Regions from separate parts of the Gossypium hirsutum genome. Here regions 1 and 3 are each linked to region 2. A link is a contact called in public Hi-C data. All regions are on one chromosome and are shown on one strand. Each heading gives the region's core, a stretch centred on a gene start, on an enhancer-like site or on the middle of the called end of the contact. The rest is flanking DNA. Distances are from core to core; before and after follow the strand shown. Region 1 has its middle 20 kb from the start of LOC121204232. Region 2 holds the start of LOC107952715. Region 3 holds the start of LOC107952163 (probable plastid-lipid-associated protein 11, chloroplastic).

Region 1 (3,574 bases), core at 85-2,584, 210 kb after region 2:
TCTCTTTATCATATAATGACTATAATTATGAAATATTTGTATGTTTAAATGGTTTATTTTCAATGTTTTCGTCAGTAGTTGCTCCGGAAATGATTGTAACATTCTATAACTCATACTCGACGATCAGGTAGGACGAGGGGTGTTACAATTAGAGTGTTGTCACTTCATCCTTTCGCAACATTGTCCATGTGTTTGACTCCATGATAAAATAAAAAAACAACAACAATAAACAAAACAACCCAATTTTCAATAAATTCCCGATTCAATTTTATGACAATAAAAAGTACTCACTACGTTAAGTAAACCCAAATATAATTCTAATTGCTTCAATTCTTTTTTAAACTTTTATTTGCTTCATCAACGGTGATCAGCTCAAGCTAACAAAAAATCAGTTGATTATCATAGAGAGATATTATGTTCTCTACCATTTGAAGTATAAGGAAAGCAATGTATTTCTAATTATCTTATTTAATAATAAGAATTTAAAAAAAAATGTCTTTGTGATTATTTCTAATTTACATATTGTGAATTGAATTATTTAAAAAAGGATAAATTAAAATAATTTGTAAATATTAAAAGTTAAATTTATTATATACTAAATTTAAAAGTTGTCATGTAATCTTTCTGTTAATCGTTTAATAATTTGTGACAAAAAAATTTAAATGAGATTTTGTAAGTTTTGAATGGGGAAATCAAACTTTATTTTATCCTAAATTATATTCTCTTGGTCTAACTAAATTTATTGCATTTTGAAGTGATAGAATTACTAAGTTGCAATAGATAAAACAATGGAGTCACTGACTCTGGAATCACACGTTATTCTATCTTTGAAAATCGAAAGTAACCCCCCAACCAACAAATTAATAAAGAAAAAATGGAAGTAAAACTGCCCATCTTCTTCATGGCAAATAGCGAAGCAAGAGGTAGGTATAAAAATCCGAAATGGCTTCCCGAACTGTTGGCCAAGTCCCCCACAAAGGACAATCCATCTACCAACTGATCACGCGCAGTGCACGTGAACCCTGCAAAAACCCATATCAAGCCAAATGAGTTAAGGTCCCCACCTTCTACATGACTGATAAAAAACCTGCAATCCTGCATGCAAAAAACAGCTTTGAAAAGTAGTCATCCCCGCACCGGCTTCCTCCATTAACACTGGCCCGAGCTTTGGCACTGCATGCCAGTTGGTAGTGTAGCCTTAATTAGAGCTGCCTGGTTTTTGTAGTTGCATTCAAAGCTGAGGGGTCCCACTTTCGTCTTTCCTCTCCCCTTCACAATGCATCTCGCTGAAGAAGAGGGTTGGCCCCAACTGTAATTAAAGATGAAAAGGACGTGTTTGAGGGGTCCCTGCAAAGCTGGAGAATGGGGAGCCAAGGGATTTGCTGCACTCCTTCCATGAAGCAATATGCAAGTGAAACGTTGTTTTCAACTCTTTGTCCATACACTTAACCACAAAGGAAAACAACTCCAACTCCAACTTCATTTTATAATCTTTTTATATATAACATAATATTTATTATTCTCAAATGACCGCTTTGTTTTCTAAAAAGAGAAAATCAAACTCCATTTCCATTTGAGTTTGATGAATAGTGTTTGACTTGTGAGAGGATTCTTTTTAAATAATAATAATATTAGTGGGTATAATCTTGGCAGATTCTCTCCATCATTTTCCTTTCTGTTTGTCTGATAATAAAATTATTTGAAGTGCCCAGGCAGCTCTCCTTTTTTAAGGGTTTCCCCTTCAACAAATAAGATATTCGCTACTTTATTATCCCTTTTTGTCCATAAAATTCAGATAATTAAATATTGCACATGGGCTGATGCAATGGAACATTGGATCTTTTTATATGATTAGGGATATCTAAAATCACTTTTTCAAACAATCATACAATAATCAATAAATGATAGGACTTTGGGGGGGGTGTTGAATCATTACATGCACTTCCTTTTAACAACCCAACAAAAAATAATGTTATTTTTTATTTTTATAATTAAAGGTCTTGAGAATAGTGGTTCAAATTTTCTTTTTTCTTGAAATCTAATATTCAAACCTTATTATTGTGTTCCGAGTGGTTTTTTTTTTAAAACAAACTTTCCTTTTTCTTTTAATTATTGAATTAGGCTGTTTTGTAAAAAACTTACGGGGCTAGGTCGAAATAATGAAAATATTTCCAATTAGAAGCATTTTTAACGAATTTGTAGGAAAGTATTTTCAGTGTATTGATAGAAAAATACTTCGAACTAGAAGCACTTTCTGCTCCCAGTATCTTTTTTAGAAATATTTTGGTGCCATCTCTTGTGAAAATAAAACTTATAAAACAAGTATTTATATAGACTTTAAGTCTCATTTTTCTTGTTTTCTTAAACGACATGGGATATAGGTCTATATAGACTCAATCCATTTGCAGTTTGTTCCTAAACAATATGGGATTTCTCACTTTTTTAACTAACAACATAAATAAAATTAAAGGCTACACTTAATTCTTAAAAACTAAAGACAAAACTTTGTACAATATTAAACTCTAACAAATTATTTTGTCATTTTTAAATGCTATCCTTTTGCTTGAGATTATTCAGATTATAAATTGAGGTTAGTCATTAGAAAACTAATTATTATCTTTAAATTATTTTTGGGTAATTTGGGTAAATCATTTTTTTATTTTTTATTTTCTTTCATTTTTTATCATGAAAATTTTATACATTTGTATCGCATTTGTGTTATTTTTTATTTTATAATCATGTATTAATTTATATTTAAAAATATTATTTACACTTGAAAATTTTCTATTTTTTAACAAATAAGAAAAAAATAAAAATATTCTCATAATAAAATATTTTTTTGTAAATATGTAAAATTATTTAAGTAATTTTCTTGATTGATTTAGTCTTAACTCATTTACATTGTTCTTTTATTATTTTTTATAGGAAGAGAGGTAGAGTTGTTTCATGTTTGAATTTAAAATTATGTATTAATAGAAGACTAAATAATAATACAAATTCTTTGTCACCGAATTATTTATTGACTAATATACTTTTTACTTTTAGAAATATAGAGAAATGTAAAAATAAACATATCGAGTTAATACAATAATATCTATAATTATTGACAAAATAATATCTATATTTAACATATTCAAAAATAAAAACTAAAATATGCGTCACTATATTATCTCTAATTAATTTTTACACTTTAATATTTATATATAAAATATTATGTGTTACTATATGTGTAAATTAGCCTTTCTTTTTTTACTGGACTTTTTTTACAACGATAATATTTGTATAAGAGTTTATGATGTTTTATTTTGTTAGAGTTTAATGTTGTACAAAGTTTTGTCTTCCATTTCTAAAAATTAAGTGTAGTCTTTAATCATATGTTGTTATTTAAAAGAGTAAGTAATCTCACATTATCTAGGAATAAATTGTAAATGGATTATGAATTTATATAGATCCATATCTCATATCGCTTAAGAAAACAAGAGAAATGAGACTTGTTGTCTACAAAAAGATAAGTTTTGCAAGTTTTATTTTCACAAAAAATGGCACAAACAAAAAAAAAGTATTAGAGCAAGAA
Region 2 (3,839 bases), core at 782-3,281:
GGATCTTCTTTGTCATCTTCGTCTAGACCTTCACCGTCTGAACTTTCATTTTCTGGTTTAGTTAGAATCGACTCTAGTTTAAAAAATAATGTAATTTTTGAACCATCTAACTCGAACTCTCGGATTAGATCATCATCAGATTCAATGTTCTTTTTAATCTTAAACCCCCCAGCATGTCTAAGATTGGATGTCCTCTCACTGGTAGAGGTTGTAACGAGTTCATCATCCCTTCTTGTATAGTTGTCGGAACAACCAAAATCACCTACGAATTGCCTATCGATGGAACTTGATGCCATACCTTTATAAGTTTTCTCGATGCAAAATATCGATTGACTAAAGTTGAAATCAAATCCACTAACTAAGTGTCATGCTAGGTCTAGTATTTTGGGTTACCGCCAAAGCCTAACTGCTAGATGTTCTGTTTATTACGATTGAAATCTAAGGCTGAAACCGATGAGTGTCTTCCCATTGATGATTCCAGGATATTATAATAGGAACTTTCTAACAAAGTCGTGAACCCAACACACAATTGTGTCATTAGACTTTCAGCTTGCTCTTCTATTCTAGCCTCTCGAATTGGAACATATGTCGACCTCTGACCGCCTTCATCTGTGTTTGCAAACTCCACATATAACTAGAGTATTGGTGATCTACTAGCAATATGCATTTGGACCATCGCCTCCATCCCCTTTGCACCTTTGATATTGAAATCCTTATATTTGATTGGGTCGACAGAAACACAGAATCGATATTTCAATAACGATACTCTCATTTAGGTGGATTTGATGATTTTTCATCTAATTCATGCACGGAGCTCTAGCAATTGTATGTTCGAGTTGAAAGCCAATCGCGTTGTGTTCTCCAATGAAAAAATAACCCTAATGTCGGTGTCACGAACTTCATTGTCGTAATAAACAAAAACATTAATTTGTTCACTCATTTCAACGAAATAACCTATTTCGTATGTTGGAAACAAAAACATTATGCAGAAAAATAGAGTTGTAATTATATATGAACAACAAAAATCGAACCTTACTTGATGTAATTACGTGTTTGCTCGAAATTATGCCTTACGAATGTCTTGCGAACTTCCTCTTCGTGCAATTCAGTATGCTTGAAATTGACTTATGACGCTGATGTTGAAAATGATCCATTTATACAGCAGGGGGTGAGTGGCAAAATGATTTAGAAAATATTATATCGGGATGTTTAATGGATGAGTGGGAACTTTGCAGCAGTTGAAATCGGGAGAGTGAAAACACTCCCTACAGGGCGCTTTTCAGTGTCATGGCAAAAAAATGCACTGAAAGCACGCCCAGCTGAAAGCGCTTTCAGTGCCATGTCAGCTACAATAGTTGAAATCAATTTCATATTATTTTTAAATATTTTAAAAAATAAAATTAAAAAATTATTTTTAATATAATATTTGATTTGGTTAAAAAAATCAAATTATTCATTAGAGATTCTTTTCAAAAAATGATTCAAGCTCATTCAAAAGAAAAGTCATATTTTAGAAAAAAAAAGGTTTTTTTTTATGTTGATTAATTAATCATTTTCCGTAAAACAAATATAAAAAGGATAAAAACATTTTTTTGTAAGTTTTTTATATGAATCAAACATTACCCAAGTTTACAACAGAAATCAATTATGTATTTGATACTTGGGCAATTATTTAATCTTACTTAAAAATAATCATGAATATTTTGTTTTAAAAATAAAGAAATGAAGTTTTGAGGTATATAGCGCGATGGCAAACATGTTTCTTAATTTAAATGGGAAGGAGAGGAGCGTGGGGTAGCGTAGGAGCTCATAAGTTGCCAATAGTAAATGGCAAAGGAACAAGAACCAGAAAAAGTTAAATTAATTAATTAATTAATATACAAAAGATGGAAAAAAAAAGGTAAAAAGAAATCCTCAAAGGACATAAATGTCATTTTCTTGCACATAAATTTTAAGGTTCACATCTTTCTCTCCCTCTCTCTCTTTCTCTAACTGAAAACGACTGCAAGCAACCTGTGGTCTACCTATGAAGATATATAAATTAATCAATTTCTTTTTGGTACATAAATGGTTAAAAAATTAATGTATGGGAATTCATACACCGACTCTGAATTCTGAAACCATCCTCTTTCTTTATATAGATATATAGTATGGCTCTCTTGTAGTTATCTTCATCACCCCACCTCCGGCCCCTTTCTCGCGCTCTTTTCTTTTTTCTTTCTTTTTCAAGCCATCTTCTTCTACCTCTTCTTATTCTCTTGTTTTTCAGCATATATAATTCAACTCCTCCTTCAGTAATGGTGGATCTTCAAACTGTCTGCTGCATGTGCGGCGACGTTGGTTTTCCTGACAAACTCTTCCGCTGTAACAAGTGCCACCACCGCTTTCAACACTCGTATGTATTATTCTCTCTTTCCATCATCTTCATCATCATCATCATCACTGGGCTTGAAAGCTACCCCTAACTGAATTATCTTACCAAGTAGATAACTGGATGCCCACCACATCTCCCCCAAGCACCACCAACCAACATGGTTTCGTAAAACCCCAACTCAACATCCTAAGCTATCATCATCTTATTATAGATAAACCATATTTCATGTTTTTTAATACCCAATTTTTTTATATAAAAAAACAAAGAAAAATCTTTTAAGTTTCTCTTATTTTATGGCTCGAAACGACTTGTTTATCCTTGCAGGTATTGCAGCAACTATTACAGCGAGTTGGCAGAGCCAATTGGACTGTGTGATTGGTGCCAAAGCGAAGAAAGAAACTCAAGGCATGGAAGCTCTTCAAAGAAATCATCAGGTGGAAACGGAAGTGGAATAATCGTAAACCGATCCGAGTATTCGGGTGACAAGATCAAGCAACACGATCGAGACGAGAGTAGTGGTGGTGATCACAAAGGAAAGAGCAGCGGCACTCCTTCTCCCAGGCCTACCACACGCAGGTACAAGCTTCTCAAGGATGTCATGTGTTGAGAAAAAAGAACCTCTCTTCCACCCCCAAAAGAAAGAGTAAAGAAAACCAACTTTTTTGGTGTGTTGATAGTAGCAAAATGTTTATAAGGTGTGTTTTCTTTTGAGGGTTATGGATGCATTTTGTTGACAGTATGGTTTTCAGTTTCACTTTTTCCCTGTAAATTGTTAATAAAATAATGTACAACTTTTTTTTATCAAATTGGATCGGTGGCACAAGTTTTTAAGCTTTTTTCTGTTCCTTCCCCCGTTTGTCCTAGTGTTAGATTTGGAAAATTAGAAACAGGTTGCCTGCATGAAAAATGTTGGATATCACCTAATTAAAAATGTCCCAGTAAGTCACTCTAATATAACAAATTACATGAGCCTTGTTTGGATAAGCATGGGGGAGTTTAGGGTGACTATTATTTATGTGAACGCTAGGGTTTGTTTGGTGACCACGAAAGGGTGAGTGGGGGAGTAGCACGTCCATTTCCTTTCACTTTGTTGAATCTCTTAAGGAGAATTCAATGCACTTAATTTGTTTTGTCTTTTAGACCAAAGAAAATTCATGGCACCTAAAGCTGCAAACTTTTATGGATTCATTCAAGGCCTTTAATTGCGAGGCCCTCCCATGATTAGTTTTTAGAAGAAAAAGACAAGATGAGAATTGCCTGCAAAATGGGTCATTTTATATATTATAAAAATGTCAAACACGACCTTCCGTGAAGAAAATAAAAAAGCATGGTAAATGTTTTAACATTGAGGTTGAAGTAGAGTATAGGAGAGGACAGATTGGCTAAGCCATTTATTTAAGTCATTAGCTGTACATATATATTTTACATGCTTCTACTGTTGTTGACATGTAGCTCTGTAAAATAT
Region 3 (3,401 bases), core at 745-3,244, 250 kb before region 2:
TGCCTATGTTGTTTCATGTTTTTATTATTTTGGACATCTGTTCTATGTAATGTGTCTAGCCACTGGTTTATAGTTCAGCATATCTACTCAGTCTTCTAGTGTTGTTTTATAGGCTATTCTTGGTGATGTAAAATTTAGGTTTTCTATTTTATTTTCCCTGATATCTCTACGAATCAGAAAATTAGGATTTTGAACCAAGAAGCAAAAATTATCTTCCTCTGGTGTGTGCTGGTTTTTCAATAGCAGGATTTTTTCTGCTTATTGGATTGTTAAATACACTTATCCTAAAAAGTGCATAGTTTATGCATGAAAGTTCATCAGTGGTGGAGAACTTATACTCTTGGTTTCGGCTGATTCTAGAATTCTTCTGTGTTAAACACATAAGTTATAGCTTTTCTTTCTTTTTTTAATAATAATCTAAAGGTAAGAATGAAATGTTGATGACAATAGAGAATTCACTGTTTCCTAAGGTATACTTGAGCTGTTTTAATTAGAGTGCTTTGGGTTGTGTGTTCAATGGGAATTGGTAATCCCCGGGAATTGAAAAGTATCTAAATTGCTGAAATGACTTTTCAAACAGCTTTTATCCAACAAACTGTTCATGCGGTGATGTATATATCCACTTCAAAAGTTTCTTGTTCTTAATATACATCCTGGAATTACATTGACTTCTAGTTCCTATTTGATGAAACTTTAATGTACATTAGAATATCATTAGAAAATGTGTATTGCACAAATTATAGTGGATCATTTCCCTAGATCAACTTAAGCCCTTTAATCAAGCATCTATGAAATATATTTCATAAATTTATGCTTCCAGCGAAGTGCATCAGTAGCCGAAGACGAGCTGATCCGTGGCCGGACAAAACTCAGGTTTGTAATTTCAAATGAAGTACAGTGTAATGTTAACTTCTGCCTCTTGAGGCTAATTATTGCCATTGGACATATTCAATTTTGTTTCAGGCAAGCAGGCAAGCAGATCCGAAGTGTAATTCAGTCAGCTTATAAGATTGAAAGACAAGCAGCAGGTATTCAAGTACTCTCTCTCAATTAGGTTCATTGAATTATTTTCAGCATTTGTAAGGCTGAGAAAACTTCCTTATATTATGTCGCATCAGGACTAAAAGATACCCTTGGAGAACTTCCAAGCAGAGAGGCATCTCGGTTTCGATCGCAGGTATGTTCTTCGAATATTATGAATGGACTTGTTTTTTGAATATATATAAGTATATTGATTGTCATATAATGAAATGCATAGACCATAAACCTGGATGACTGCTGCTGTTTTCCTTGGAAGCATTGCTTATATGGAATAATTGATTTGCAGGTTTCCAGCCTTGCGTCTCAGGCAAAGCGAGAACGGAATGTTTTGACAAAGGAGGTTTCAAAAATTAGTAATCATGGAATTGCAGTTTGAGGCATCTCTTGTCCCTGCTATTTTGTTAAGTTCACATGTCACTGTTTTCATCACTAACACGATGTTTTGAGTGGATACATTTTGGGTGGAGGTTCTATCATTATATTCAAATTTTAATTGGAGCCTGATGTTTACACGTCGGGGAACATGTATAAAATAAACGAACTTCCTACATGAATTTTAGTATTCCATTTTTAAGGCCCTGGTTTCTGAACTTAGAAGGTCTCAAGGTTTGGTTTCAAGGCCTCATAGTTTGGTCCAATCTATGGAAATAGAATTGTAGTAATCCAGCACGAATAATTCATTAAACCTATGTCTGGGTTGTGAGAAAAATAAATTATAAATCACAAAGGGTAGCAAGTGATATATTATAGTTCTTTCAATTTTATCTTTTTCAAAAATAAATTTGAATTAAGTGTGTTGATTTTCATATGGTTATATTATTATTATTATTTAAAAATAAGTTAAGTATTTGGTATACTTGTAGTCTATTTTTGTAACTGTAAAATTGATAATTAAGATGAATATTAAATCTTAAATCAGCAGGAATACTTGATTAAAGAGAAGAAGGAAAAACACAACATTGTGTATTCAGCAAGTTTCGCGGCAAATCTTTTAATTAGCAAAATTTCACCATCGGCTCAAGTATGAGCTTCTCTTTGTAAAATGTTAAAACAGACAGATAAGTTCTAAGCTCACATGCTTTAGAAATTGGGATCAATCATTTTATAATGTTCGTTATTAAAATTTGAAAGGTGAAAGCAGGCAAGGACACAGAGCTATGAAGCCATTGTTAGCATGAAGCCGCCATGCCATCCTAGAACAATGTCAGGCAGGAGACAAGCAAGCAAGAAATCGGAAACAGTCCCTTCAATCCACGTATAGTATTCCTTGGCTACTGGTGTCGATCCCTACCAATCATAAACAGCTATTTTGGGTTGGCCCAGAAAATTGAAATTGGGATATTGGACGCCATTGATTACAGTTTTATCCCCCAAAGTCCCACTGTGTTTGAACCACAGATTTCAATTTTTTTTTTTTAATCAGTTGGTGCTGGCGCGAAGAAATAGAGAAACCCAAGCACCATGTCACTCGCGGCTCTCACTCTATCGTCTCCTCTTACTGTCTCCACTACCACCAAACAAAAACCACGGCCTCCTCACTATCCTAGACCTAAAATCACATGCTCCTCCCTCACCACCCAATCAGCCAAACAACACCTCCTCAATCTCATCTCCGACCAGGAGCGGGGTCTCAAAACCCAAAACGACACTAACAAACGCGATTCAATAATCAAAGCCATTGATGCCATGGCCGTTCTGGGCCGCAATACTGTCACCACAGGCGACTCCCTATCCGCCACGTGGCGGCTTCTATGGACTACGGAGAAAGAGCAGCTCTTCATTATAGAGAAAGCTTACCTCTTCGGTACTCAAGCCGGCGACGTTTTGCAGGTCATAGATGTCGACAACAAGACCCTCAATAACGTTATTACCTTTCCACCCGACGGAGTTTTCTTCGTTCGGTCCAGCATTGAAATTGCGTCGTCTCAGAGAGTGAATTTCAAGTAATTACTTCTTCTTCAGCAAAACCTACTTTTCCTTCTTTTCCTCTCGCTTAACGACTGAATAAAATTGTATTTTGAATTTCTAGGTTTACGAGTGCGGTTCTCAGGGGAAAAAACTGGGAGTTCCCGTTGCCTCCATTTGGGCAGGGTTGGTGAGCACTTGTATCTTTTTTATATATATTATTGACTGTAATAATTCTCATTTATTTTGCAGTAATACATAATTTTAGGTCTTGATTTACATTAGGAACTCTGGGTTCCAAGCTTAGCATTTGACAATAAGGTCCACTCCTCCTTGATGCCTTTTCTTAAGTTGCAATTCTATAAAAACATGTTTAATACTGATAGTAAATATTTCCTTGTGTTTGATGGCAATTTCTTATGGATACGGTTTCCTGTTCTTTTTGAGAAAGCCGA

What was found. Hi-C and Micro-C count contacts between places; a contact is called where the count stands out from the background.
Region 1: a Hi-C map of leaf shows a contact between it and region 2, with 1.7 times the contacts expected there. The contact joins the enhancer-like site here to the promoter of LOC107952715 in region 2. A contact is called at or near these places in 2 of 34 Hi-C or Micro-C datasets (both in leaf).
Region 3: a contact with region 2 is called in a Hi-C map of leaf, with 3 times the contacts expected there. The contact joins the promoter of LOC107952163 here to the promoter of LOC107952715 in region 2. A contact is called at or near these places in 22 of 34 Hi-C or Micro-C datasets (anther, callus, hypocotyl and 3 more).

What each region holds. Positions count from the first base shown.
Region 1 is chrA07:37,306,982-37,310,555 of Gossypium_hirsutum_v2.1, forward strand. No RefSeq gene overlaps it. Among protein-coding and RNA genes, the nearest start is that of LOC121204232, 20 kb to the left of the region's middle. Within about 2 kb of position 1,335, at least 5 of the 9 cell types and tissues checked have an H3K27ac peak or open chromatin away from gene starts, as enhancers often do. A contact at or near this core is called in leaf, where this site is marked.
Region 2 is chrA07:37,096,476-37,100,314 of Gossypium_hirsutum_v2.1, forward strand. LOC107952715 reads left to right here and starts at 2,032. Exons shown (of 2, transcript XM_016887875.2): 1 at 2,032-2,395; 2 at 2,699-3,205. The coding sequence starts at 2,298. The coding sequence ends at 2,981.
Region 3 is chrA07:36,842,895-36,846,295 of Gossypium_hirsutum_v2.1, forward strand. LOC107952163 (probable plastid-lipid-associated protein 11, chloroplastic) reads left to right here and starts at 1,995. Exons shown (of 5, transcript XR_005930053.1): 1 at 1,995-2,984; 2 at 3,071-3,136. LOC107952162 reads left to right here. Exons shown (of 9, transcript XM_016887443.2): 6 at 821-873; 7 at 964-1,028; 8 at 1,119-1,177; 9 at 1,328-1,591. The coding sequence ends at 1,417.